2 separate regions of the Mus musculus genome follow, and region 2 is linked to region 1. The links are chromatin contacts, called in public promoter capture Hi-C maps. All regions are on one chromosome and are shown on one strand. The core of a region is the stretch at or near the end of the contact, and the rest is flanking DNA. Distances in the headings are between cores, read along the strand shown. Region 1 overlaps Gusb (glucuronidase, beta). Region 2 overlaps Rabgef1 (RAB guanine nucleotide exchange factor (GEF) 1).

What was found. Capture Hi-C pulls out chosen DNA fragments and counts their contacts.
Region 2: a promoter capture Hi-C map of liver shows a contact between it and region 1. The contact joins two enhancer-like sites. A contact is called at or near these places in 5 of 39 promoter capture datasets (hematopoietic stem and progenitor cells, hippocampal neurons, liver and 2 more) and 4 of 9 other capture datasets (adipose tissue, embryonic stem cells, liver and 1 more).

The regions. Positions count from the first base shown.
Region 1 is chr5:129,988,241-129,993,678 of GRCm38.p6, forward strand. Gusb (glucuronidase, beta) reads right to left here. Exons shown (of 12, transcript NM_010368.2): 10 at 5,178-5,354; 11 at 1,777-1,912; 12 at 771-1,447. The coding sequence ends at 1,278. Among named protein-coding and RNA genes, the nearest start is that of Gusb, 12 kb to the right of the region's middle. Within about 2 kb of position 1,256, at least 9 of the 459 cell types and tissues checked have an H3K27ac peak or open chromatin away from gene starts, as enhancers often do. A contact at or near this core is called in liver, where this site is marked.
Region 2 is chr5:130,202,280-130,207,609 of GRCm38.p6, forward strand. Rabgef1 (RAB guanine nucleotide exchange factor (GEF) 1) reads left to right here. Exons shown (of 9, transcript NM_001199059.1): 5 at 4,730-4,811. Among named protein-coding and RNA genes, the nearest start is that of Tmem248, 17 kb to the right of the region's middle. Within about 2 kb of position 3,547, at least 59 of the 459 cell types and tissues checked have an H3K27ac peak or open chromatin away from gene starts, as enhancers often do. A contact at or near this core is called in liver, where this site is marked.

The DNA.
Region 1 (5,438 bases), core at 6-2,505:
AGGAGGACCAAAGCATCGAAGGTCAGCCCAGTGACCATGTTCTTCCAAAGGATTGGGGTTCAACTCCCAGCATCCACATGGTGGCTCACAAACACCTATAACTCCAGTTCCAGAGGGTCTAATATGTTCTGGCCTTTATTTGCATCAGCCCAGGCACATGTGACTCACAAACATACACAGAAAATAATAAAATATTTAAAAAATTATATTAAACTAAGACACAAAACTTGGGTATTTTGAAAAATATAAGAGGTCCATGGTGACATGAAATACAGAACCCCTAAAATTTCTTCCCATTTGAACTAACAATAGTCTCTTCTTCCCCTGCACCCCCTCCCTGTTTTTTAAAGACAGGAGTTTCTCTGTGTAGCCCTTGCTATCCTAGAACTCACTTTGTAGACCAGGCTGGCCTTAAACTTAAGGATTCAAACCATGTGCCACCACTCCCAGCTCCTCTGTGGCATTTGGTGAGTGACTCTTTCACTCTCACTGGGTCAAGACTAGCCTGTTTAGATGGTCAAGCATGGGGGTCGTCCCAGGGCAGTGAACAATCTGTCACAGCACTTTAAAACAAATTTGCTGTGTGGTGGTGGTGGCGGTGGCGGCAGTGGCAAACACCTTTAATCCCAGCACTTGGGAGGCGGAGCCAGGTAGATCTCTTGATTTTGAGGCCAGTGTGTCTACAGAATAAGTTCCAGGGCAGCCAGGGCTACACAGAAAAACCCTGCCTCAAACAGCAATGACGACAATGATAGTAACGAAAGAAACAGTTTTTTTTTTTAGATTCATTTTTATTTTGCATGTATGACTTTTTTCCCCACATGTAGATCCACATACCACATACATGTGGTACCCGCAGGGGCCAAAAGGGCATTTGGATCACCTGGGAAATGGAGGACCAGCTCATAGTTAGCCACCAGGTGGGTGCTAGGAATTGAATCTGGAACCTCCAGTAGAACAGTCAGTGCTCTTAAATTGTGAGCCAGCCTTCACTCCAGCCTCTCACCAGTAGCTCTTAATTTAGTGAGAATGTTCACACAGCAGGCTTTCAAGAGTTCACAAAGCCAAGGCCAAAAAACTAACAAATTATCTTGGACACCTCTCAGCAGGACATATTACTGAGCCTAAGGCACTGTAAGTTATTATCCCCACGGAAGAAAAGCTTTGATGTCACTTCTAAAGTCCCCTTGTATCAGTTCACAAAATCCCAAATAGAAACACTAGTGTCAGGAAGTGTCTGGGGACACCTTTGAGTCTGCAGTGAGGTAGTTGTAACTTTAGAACGTGAACGGTCTGCTTCCGAAACACTGGGTTCTCGGCCCTGAACCGTGACCTCCGGTTTCGTTGGCAATCCTCCAGTATCTCTCTCGCAAAATAAAGGCCGAAGTTTTGGGCTGTCTCTGGCGAGTGAAGATCCCCTTCTTGTTTCCGATTACTCTCAGCGGTGCTAAAACAAAACAACCCAAACACACCAAGGAGGGCTGATAAGATGGCTCAGAAAGTAAAGATACTTGCTATGAAACCTACTCACCCCAAAGTTCAATCGCAGGCACCCACGTGTTGGAGGGAGCAAGCAGATGCCCATCCAAAGCTGGGGGAGGGAGGTACAACCCAATCTGAAGCCTACTTTTCTCCTTTTAACCACTGTAAACTAGACCAAAGCAAGTACTTTACTACCTAAGCCATCTCCCCAAACCCACTTCTAGGATTCTTACAAATGCCCAGGACGGGGAAACGCCGACCTGAGAACAATCCCTAAGCCCAACAGACACTCACACTGGTTCGTCATGAAGTCGGCGAAATTCCAGATGAGCTCTCCGACCACGTATTCTTTACGTTTCTGATCCAGAACTGAATGGTAATTCTCCAGAACAGCCTTCTGGTACTCCTCACTGAACATGCGAGGCGGGTCCTGGGATTCAACGCAAAAGGAGTATCAGAGCCGGGCCTGACGTGAGATCCACTCGACCACCACTAAAAGATCTGTCCTGATGCGGGGCTGTACTAACTGCAGGACTCAACTGATGCTGGCTCAGAGACCCTGCTGTCTGATGTCAGCTAGCATTAGAGAGACTTTAAAGGACACGCCTGGCAGTGGTGGCTGGCGTATGCCATTAGTCACAGCACTGGAGAGGCAGGAGGAGCTCTTGAGTTTGAGGCCAGCCTGGTCTACAGAACGAGTTCTGGGACAGCCTGGGCTGCACAGAGAATCCCTGTCTTGGGGAGGGGGTCATCAAGGTGGCCCATGTCTTTAATCCAAGAGGCCGACACAAAAAGGATCAAGAGTTCCAGACCAACCAGGGCTACACTGTGAGACCCTGTCTTAAGAACAATCTTTGAAAGCGTAAAAACCTATAGGGTGGTGGTGACACACATCTTTAATCTCAGCACTCAGGAGGCAGAGGCAGGAGGATTTCTGTGAGTTGGAGGCCAGCCTGGTGTACAGATCAAGTGCCAGGACAGCCAGGGCTACACAGAGGAACCCTGCCTGGAAAACCAAACAAGAAAGTAAAAACTTTAATTAGTAAAAGTGTTTGTCATATCTCTTCACTTGCCTGTGTTGGGAATCAGGTGCTCCTTAATTTTATGCTACCTTAATCGAGTCAGGGTCTCTTGCTATTTCAGCAAGCCTGGTGAGACATTCAGCTCTGGGGATCCCATCTCCTCCTCCAGGGCACTGGGGTTAAAGGAATGCTGCCACACCAGCCTTGCACCCAGCTGGGTGGTAAGGCTCTGAATTTTGTTTCTCACATTCACAGAACAAGTACATTCCCTTTTAAAGGCACAGTCCTCCAGCTGTTCTTAAAGCTGAAGTACTCTGGGAGTACTTAGCTCTAGAGAAGTTTGGGGGGGGGGGGAGGAGAGTACGGGAGGAGGGGTTCTTTCAAGATAGGATCTTACCACATAGCCTGCATGTAACCCAGACTGGCCTCGAAGGCAGACTCATCCAGACCTAACTCCTGTATGTGGAACTAGGACTGACTTTTGTTGGGGCTGGAGAGATGGCTTGGTGCTTAAGAGCACTAGCTGTCCTTCCAAAGGACCCAGGTTCCATTTCGACCATCCACACGGTGGTGCACAACTATCTGCAACTCCAGTTCCAGGGAATCATCTGACCCCCTCACACTAACATATATGCAGGCAAAACACCAATGTGCATACATACATACATACATACATACATACATACATACATACATAAACAAAAACAAGTTAAAAAGAGGGTATACTGTCCTCACAGAGGCCAGGTTCAGTTCCCAGCACCTGAGGTGGCTGAAAATCACTTGTGATTCCAGCTCCAGGGGAGTCTGATACCTTTACCCTTAGTGAGGACCCAGACACACGTACATATCCAGACAGACACACAGACATACACATAATGAATTTTTTTTTTTTAAATCTTGTGTATGACATAGGTACTCGTGTGTATGAATATGAACGGGTATATGCTTGTAGAAGTCTTCAACTTCCGGGCTGATGAGATGGCTCAGTGGGTAAGAGCACTAGCTGCTCTTCCTAAGGTCCTGAGTTCAAATCCCAGCCACCACATGATGGCTTACAACCACCCGTAATGAGATCTGACACCCTCTTCTGGTGTGTCTGAAGACAGCTACAGTGAACTTATAAATAATAATAAATAAATCTTTAAAAAAAGTCTTCAACTTCCATTTCTTTTGAGATAAGGTCTCTTGCTCACCACAGTGTGTATACCACGTGGCTGGCCTGAGAGCTAACGGATCCTCCTGTCTCTAATTCTCATCCTTTAATAGGACAACGGAGTTACAGATGTGTGCCACCACACCCAGCATTATGTGGGTCCGGGAAGGGGTGGGGGGACTTGAACTCAGCTCATCACACAGCAAGTGCTTTATCTCACAGAGCCCAGGCTGTGTATCCTGCAACTCAACTGCCTCCACCCAAGTGGCAGTACAGACACAGGGCACTTCGCCCATCATACTTTTTTTTTTTTTGAACAGTTGCTACTCTTTTTTTTTTTAAAGATTTATTTATTTATTATATGTAAATACACTGTAGCTGTCTTCAGACACTCCAGAAGAGGGAGTCAGATCTCCTTACAGATGGTTGTGAGCCACCATGTGGTTGCTGGGATTTGAACTCCGGACCTTCGAAAGAGCAGTCAGGTGCTCTTGCCCACTGAGCCATCTCACCAGCCGCCATCATACTTTTTAATGGAAATAGTCCCATACCCACACAATACAGTAGTCACAAGCCACATGTGGCTATCTAAATTAGGATCACACTAAACCAATTCAGTCTTATTGCCCACATTTCAAACCCCCTGTTGCTGTTTCGTGACTGGTTGCTATCATTCTGGGGAGGACAGATAGAGACATTTCCATCATCGCCTAGGATCTACCAACACCTGTCTCGACATAGGAAGAATTTTTTTGTTTGTTTTGAGACAGGGTTTTCTGTATCCGAGACTAGCCTCAAACTCATTAAGTAGGCAGGGATGACCCCGGATTTCGGATTCTCCAGGGCTAGTACTATAGGCATGCATTAAGTACAGCTGGTCTAGGTAGTCCTGGGGTAGGATAGAGAGCTTTAGGCATGCTATACAAATACTCTGGCAACTGAGCTACCTTCTCCCAGGCTGAGAAATGCTTTTAATAAAGATTTGTGCGGTTTTTTTTTTTAATTGTGCATCTGTGTGCACTACAGTCATGCAGGTACCCACAGATGCCTAAAAAGGGCATCAGATCCTCTGGAACTGGAGTTACAGGCAGTTTTAAAGTACCCAGTGTGGGTGCTGGGAACCAGACTGAGGTCCACCGGAAAGGCTGCAAGCGCTAACCACTGAGCCCACTCTCCAGCTCACAGGCTCATTTCATAAAGTTGCCATTGGGCCAGGTGCAGAGGGACACCTGTCATCTCAGCCCTCCAGAGGCTAAGGGAGATTGTGAATCTGAGGCAGCCTCAGCATTGAACAGAGGATTTCTTAGGAAAGAAACGCAGAACAAAAGAATGCAGGGTGGAAACATCAAAGAATGGGCTGTCTCTGGGATGCGCAGGAGCCAAACAGAGGCCTGCATGCAGCAGCCAACGTGTGTAGGCTTAGAGAGGTGCCTGGGAGCTGAGGCCGGGTCCCTGGCAGGGAAAGGGAAAAGAGGTAAGTAACTAAGCACCCATCGCCATCGTGACAATCAACCGCTTACCTCGTGGATCCCTGGGATTGCGTCTGCTCCATACTCGCTCTGGATAATCGGCTTCTGATGCGTCTTATACCAGTTCTCAAACTGGCTATTCAGCTGTGGCTGAATCACCTCCAAATGCCCATAGTCATGATACCAAGAAAAGTAGCTGTTTACACAGATAACATCCACGTACGGGGCCTAAGACAAGAGCGGTCGAGTGAATTTACCCCTCACACACTGAGGTCAGAATAGTCACATGCAAATGACACAGGTTAGCCCGCC
Region 2 (5,330 bases), core at 2,297-4,796, 220 kb after region 1:
AAGAAAAGGGCTCAGCGGTTAAGATCACTGATTGCTCTTCGAGAGGTCCTGAGTTCAATTCGCAGCAACCACATGGTGGCTCACAACCATCCGTAATGGGATCCAGTGCCCTCTTCTGGTGTGTCTGAAAACAGTGACAGTGTACTCACATACATAAAATAAATAAATCTTAAAAAATAAATCACCCCCCATACCAACTTGAGAGAGAACGAGGTTGGAGGGGGGGATGGAGTAAAAAAAGTGCAGAAAAGGCCGTGTGTGGCTTCATGACAAAGTTCTGAGTTCAGCCTTCAACACCTGAATTTTTTTTTTTCAATAAGGAAATTAGAAGCTAGAATGTAACTTGTATAAAAGAATCTTATAAAAGGTTATCTAGACATGGCTCAGTAATCAGGAGGAAGCTGGTTCTACTTGTTCTGGGGATCCAAAAGTTTGACAACACTCACCTCTCTGCTGGCTCTGCACTCATGTACACACACACAGGCTTCACAACACTCACCTGTCTGCTGGCTCTGCACTCATGTACACACACACACACACACACAGGCTTCACAACACTCACCTGTCTGCTGGCTCTGCACTCATGTACACACACACACACACACACAGGCTTCACAACACTCACTTGTCTGCTGGCTCTGCACTCATGTACACACACACACACACACACACACACAGGCTTCACAACACTCACCTGTCTGCTGGCTCTGCACTCATGTACACACACACACACACATACACACACAGAGGCTTCACAACACTCACCTCTCTGCTGGCTCTGCACTCATGTACACACACACACACACACACACACACACACACACAGGCTTCACAACACTCACCTCTCTGCTGGCTCTGCACTTATGAGCATACCCTACATACACACACGTTTGTACACATAACTAAAAATAAAACAAGATACAGCCAGGGGTGGTAGCAAACCCTTTAATCTTAGTACTTGGGAGGCAGAGACAGACCCCTGAGTTTGAGGCCATCCAGGACCACACATCATATAGAAACCCTGTGTCAAACACAAACAAACAAACAAAAAAACTTGGAAAAGGTAATCTTACTGTGAGACTTAAGCTTTAGTTTGGTAGAATACTGACTGTGGGTTCAATGGTATGTGTGGTCACCTGTGTAGTGTACTCTCTGTAGCTTTCCTTTGACCTTTGAACATAGCCTCATGTCTTGAGTAATTTTATTTTAAAGAGTATTTTTATTATTTTATGTGTATAGATATTTTGCTTGCCTTTTCTGCACTTTTTTTACTCCATCCCCCCCCCCACCTCGTTCTCTCTCAAGTTGGTATGGGGGGTAATTTATTTTTTAAGATTTATTTATTTTATGTATGTGAGTACACTGTCACTGTCTTCAGACACACCAGAAGAGGGCACTGGATCCCATTACGGATGGTTGTGAGCCACCATGTGGTTGCTGAGAATTGAACTCAGGACCTCTGGAAGAGCAGTCAGTGCTCTTAACTGCTAAGCCCTTTTCTTTTCTTTTCTTTTCTTTTCTTTTCTTTTCTTTTCTTTTCTTTCCTTTCCTTTCCTTTCCTTTCCTTTCCTTTTCTTTTCTTTTCTTTTCTGTCTGTGTACCTAGTGCTTACATGGCCCACTGAGGTCAGAAGAGGGCGTTGGATCCTCTGAACTGGTGTGAGCTGCTGTATGGGTGCTGGGAATTGAACCTGGGTCCAATGGGTGGAAGAGCAGCCCGTGCTTTTAACTGCTGAGTCATCACTCTAGCCCTTCAGGAGTAATTTTAAAGTATGGTGAAACCTGGGCATTGTGGCACATGCTTTTAATCTGTACACTCAGGAGACAGAAGCAAGTGGATGACCTCTCTGTGAGTTGGAGGCCAGCCAGAGCTACACAGGAGATCTTATCTCAAAAGGAAAGGAAGAAAAAAAGCTCAGAGGACATGCAGAGAGACAATCATCTCAAAACCCTGTTATCTCATTTAACGAGGTTCATGGCTTGGTGAAGAATTGTTTTCTTCAAGTCTGTTTATATGGAAACATGTTTAAAGCGTGCTATTAGGTTGGGCGTGTAGATGTGAGCATATACTTTAAGCACTTGGGAGGCTGAGGGGGAAGATTACTTGTGCCCACAAGTTTGAGACTGATTGGACAAAATAATGAGAGCCTGTCTCAAAACTAAAAATCATATGCTGGGTAAGGTGGCATATGGCTTTCATCTCCGCATTTATGAGCAGATAGCAGGGGGTTAGAGGCTGGCCTGGACTATCCTGGCCGGTGAAGGACAGCCAGTGCTCTCTAGACCCTTAGTTCGGGTTATAAAACACTATTACTCTAGGGCTGGAGAGCTGAAGAGGATCCAGGCTCAGCTCTCAGCACCCTTGGCATGGTGGACCTGACACCTTGCTTCTGAGGGCACCAGGCATGCGTGAGGTGCTCGTGCATGTGTAGCAAAGACACCAGTTTTCTTGTGAGCCGCACTCTGTGATCTCACTCTCCTGAGGAAGTGATCAAGTGTAATAGAGGAGCTTTTGGTCGTTTCATGGCTTTGGTTTCGTTTCCTGGAGAGCCTTTCTGTGAAGATTTGCCTCTGCCTTGCATGTTGGCTCCCACCTTTAATCTCAGCACTTGGAAGGCAGAGGTGGGTGTTTTTTTTTTTTTTTTTTTTTTTTTAAGTTCTAGTCTAGCCTGGTATACATAGGGAAGGAGTTCTAGACTGGGCTATAATAGAGATACCCTGACTCAAAAAACAAACAAGCAAAACAACAACAATAAAAAACAAAAGGCTGGAGAGATGGCTCAGAGGTTAAGAGCACTGGCTGCTCTTCCAGAGGTCCTGAGTTCAATTCCCAGCAACCACATGGCTACTCACAACAGTCTGTAACTCCCATTCCAGGGCTTCTGACACCCTCACACAGATATGCAGGCAAAACATCAATGCACATAAAATTAAATAAACAAATGAATAAAATAGAAACAGTTGCTACTGGTTACTTTGTATTAACTTACAGTTTGCCTTGTGTTAACACTTATGGAGAAGGTATTTTTTCTGTGTTTCGATGAAGAGATTATAGTGTGAAATGTGTCTTTATCTTCACTCACACTTTCCCAGAATATGAGGGCCCTCCTGTACCTTACAGAGATTTTGCTGAGCATTTCATTCGTATGTATTTATTTATTTTTGAGACGAAGTTTCATGTAACCTATGCTGGCCTTGAACTCCTGATTTTCCTGCTTCTCCCTCCAAGTGCTTAATCACAGGGTGTACAGCACTGGTTTACACTGGGCTGGGGCACTCTGCCCACTGAGCCAGTTGCTAGCACCCTCTTCAATTGTTCTAAACCAAATAGTAGTCTGAGCTGTCTGGTTACTATAGAGACCAGAAGGGTATGGCCAAGAGGAAGAGACTCATCCAAACAGGCTTTACTTCTTGAGGAAGTTGGGAGGAAGTAGCACAGACTTGGTTCTAAAATTAGAAGCAATGTGTCCTCATTATACACAGAAGCTGAAAAAGTCAACATGGTGGGAGCAGATTGCAAAACAGTGCCTCCAGGTACTGGGCAGCAAGACAGAGGGCCAGCCAGGTACAAGGTTAAACCTCCAGTGCTGTGTGTGTGTGTGTGCGTCTGCATGGCAGTATGTGTATATGCGTGTAGATGCCCATGTATATGTGTGTGTGTGTGTGTGTGTGTGTGATGTGTGTGTGTGTATGTATGTGTATGTATGTGTGTGGTGTTTATGTGTGTGTGGTGTGTGTATTTGTGTGTGTGTATGTATATGTATGTTTGTATGTATGTGTGTGTCTGTGTGCGTCTGCGTGGCAGGATGTGTATATGCATGCAGATGCCCATGGAGGTCAGAGAGAGTGTGGGGGAACTCAGAAGCTGCAGCTCCAGGCTGTTGTGAGTCTCCTGATGTGGATGCTAGAACTTAATCCTGGTCCTCTGGAAGTATAGCAGGTCCTCCTAACTCACCTCTGGGTCATCTCTCCAGCCTTTCTGATGTCCTTAAGCACAGCAGGAAAACTATGGTTGTTGACACATGACACATGGTGTATTTCAAAGTAATGAGTGGGAAGGAATTTGAATATTCCTGCTATAGCACATTGGCAAGTCTAGGATCGTATGCCTTGGTCCAATCTTGTATAGAAGTATCGCTATACCCATGAATATGGAGATACTAGAGGGTAATCGACATTTTTTAAAGTGAAAAAAAAAATGAGTATTTAAAAAATCAACTCAAAAAGGATCCAAAACTTACATGTTACAGCTATTAAAATCTAAAAAGACCTTGTCATGGAAAAATTAACACTAGTAGTAGTAATAGTAATAAATCGTAAGGATGAGGGTGGTGATGTGAAATAGAGCGCTCACAGGTTGTCTATGCTTACTGTGATGTGTAAAGATCATCAACAGGAGATCTCTCAGGCTGGAGGGGTGGCTCAGCAGCTAAGAGCACTGACTGCTCTTCCAGAGGTCCCGAGTTCAAATCCCAGCAACCACATGGTGGCTCACAGCCAGATCTGACGCCCTCTTCTGGGGTGTCTGAAGACAGCTACAGTGTACTTACATTTAATAAATAAATCTTAAAAAAAAATAGTAGATTTTTCTTTCTTGCAGAATATGTGTGATTTTTAAGTTCTTATAGAGTCGGCTCAGTGCAGGGAGTGTGTTTGAGAGACTTGCTCAGGTTTGGTGTTCTCAAACTAACTCTTCAGCTGCTTACCAACCTATTGTCTGTTGATTCCAGGATTTAAGCATCGAGGAACAGTCAGAATGTACTCAGGACTTTTACCAAAATGTGGCTGAAAGAATGCAGACCCGTGGGAAAGGTAATATGTTGTCAGTCAGCTGTTGTGAGGCAGCCAGTTGGAGCTCAAACTGCCCTCGCCTCCTTTGATTGGCCTGGCTGGTACCAAAGTACTGTGCTGACATTGACATCTGCCTCATACCCAGCAGTGCCCTTGCATGACCTGGGCAATTGGGTTGTGCTTTGAATAATATAATTCCTGTATTGTGAGTATAGTGGGGAAGATCAGAGAGGCTCAGGAGGGTTTCTGTATGAATCCCTACCTTGGAATTGCCATTTGGTGAGTCACGGTTCACAATGACATAAACCTAAGGGAGGGGAGTTGGAGCAGAAAAAAATGAGACTCACCCACTTAAAGCTTTGGGTTTGCTTTGTGGAGCTCCTCTGGCCTTCTGTTGACACTATACTTGAGGGTGCGTCTGAGCTATGCTTGATGTCCTCATGCGTGCTTCAGAGAGAACATGGTGGCTTTGTGGGAAACTGCAGAGGAAAGGAGGTTTGCCGGCACTTGGCAACCTTGGGAATTGCAAGTGTTTTACCA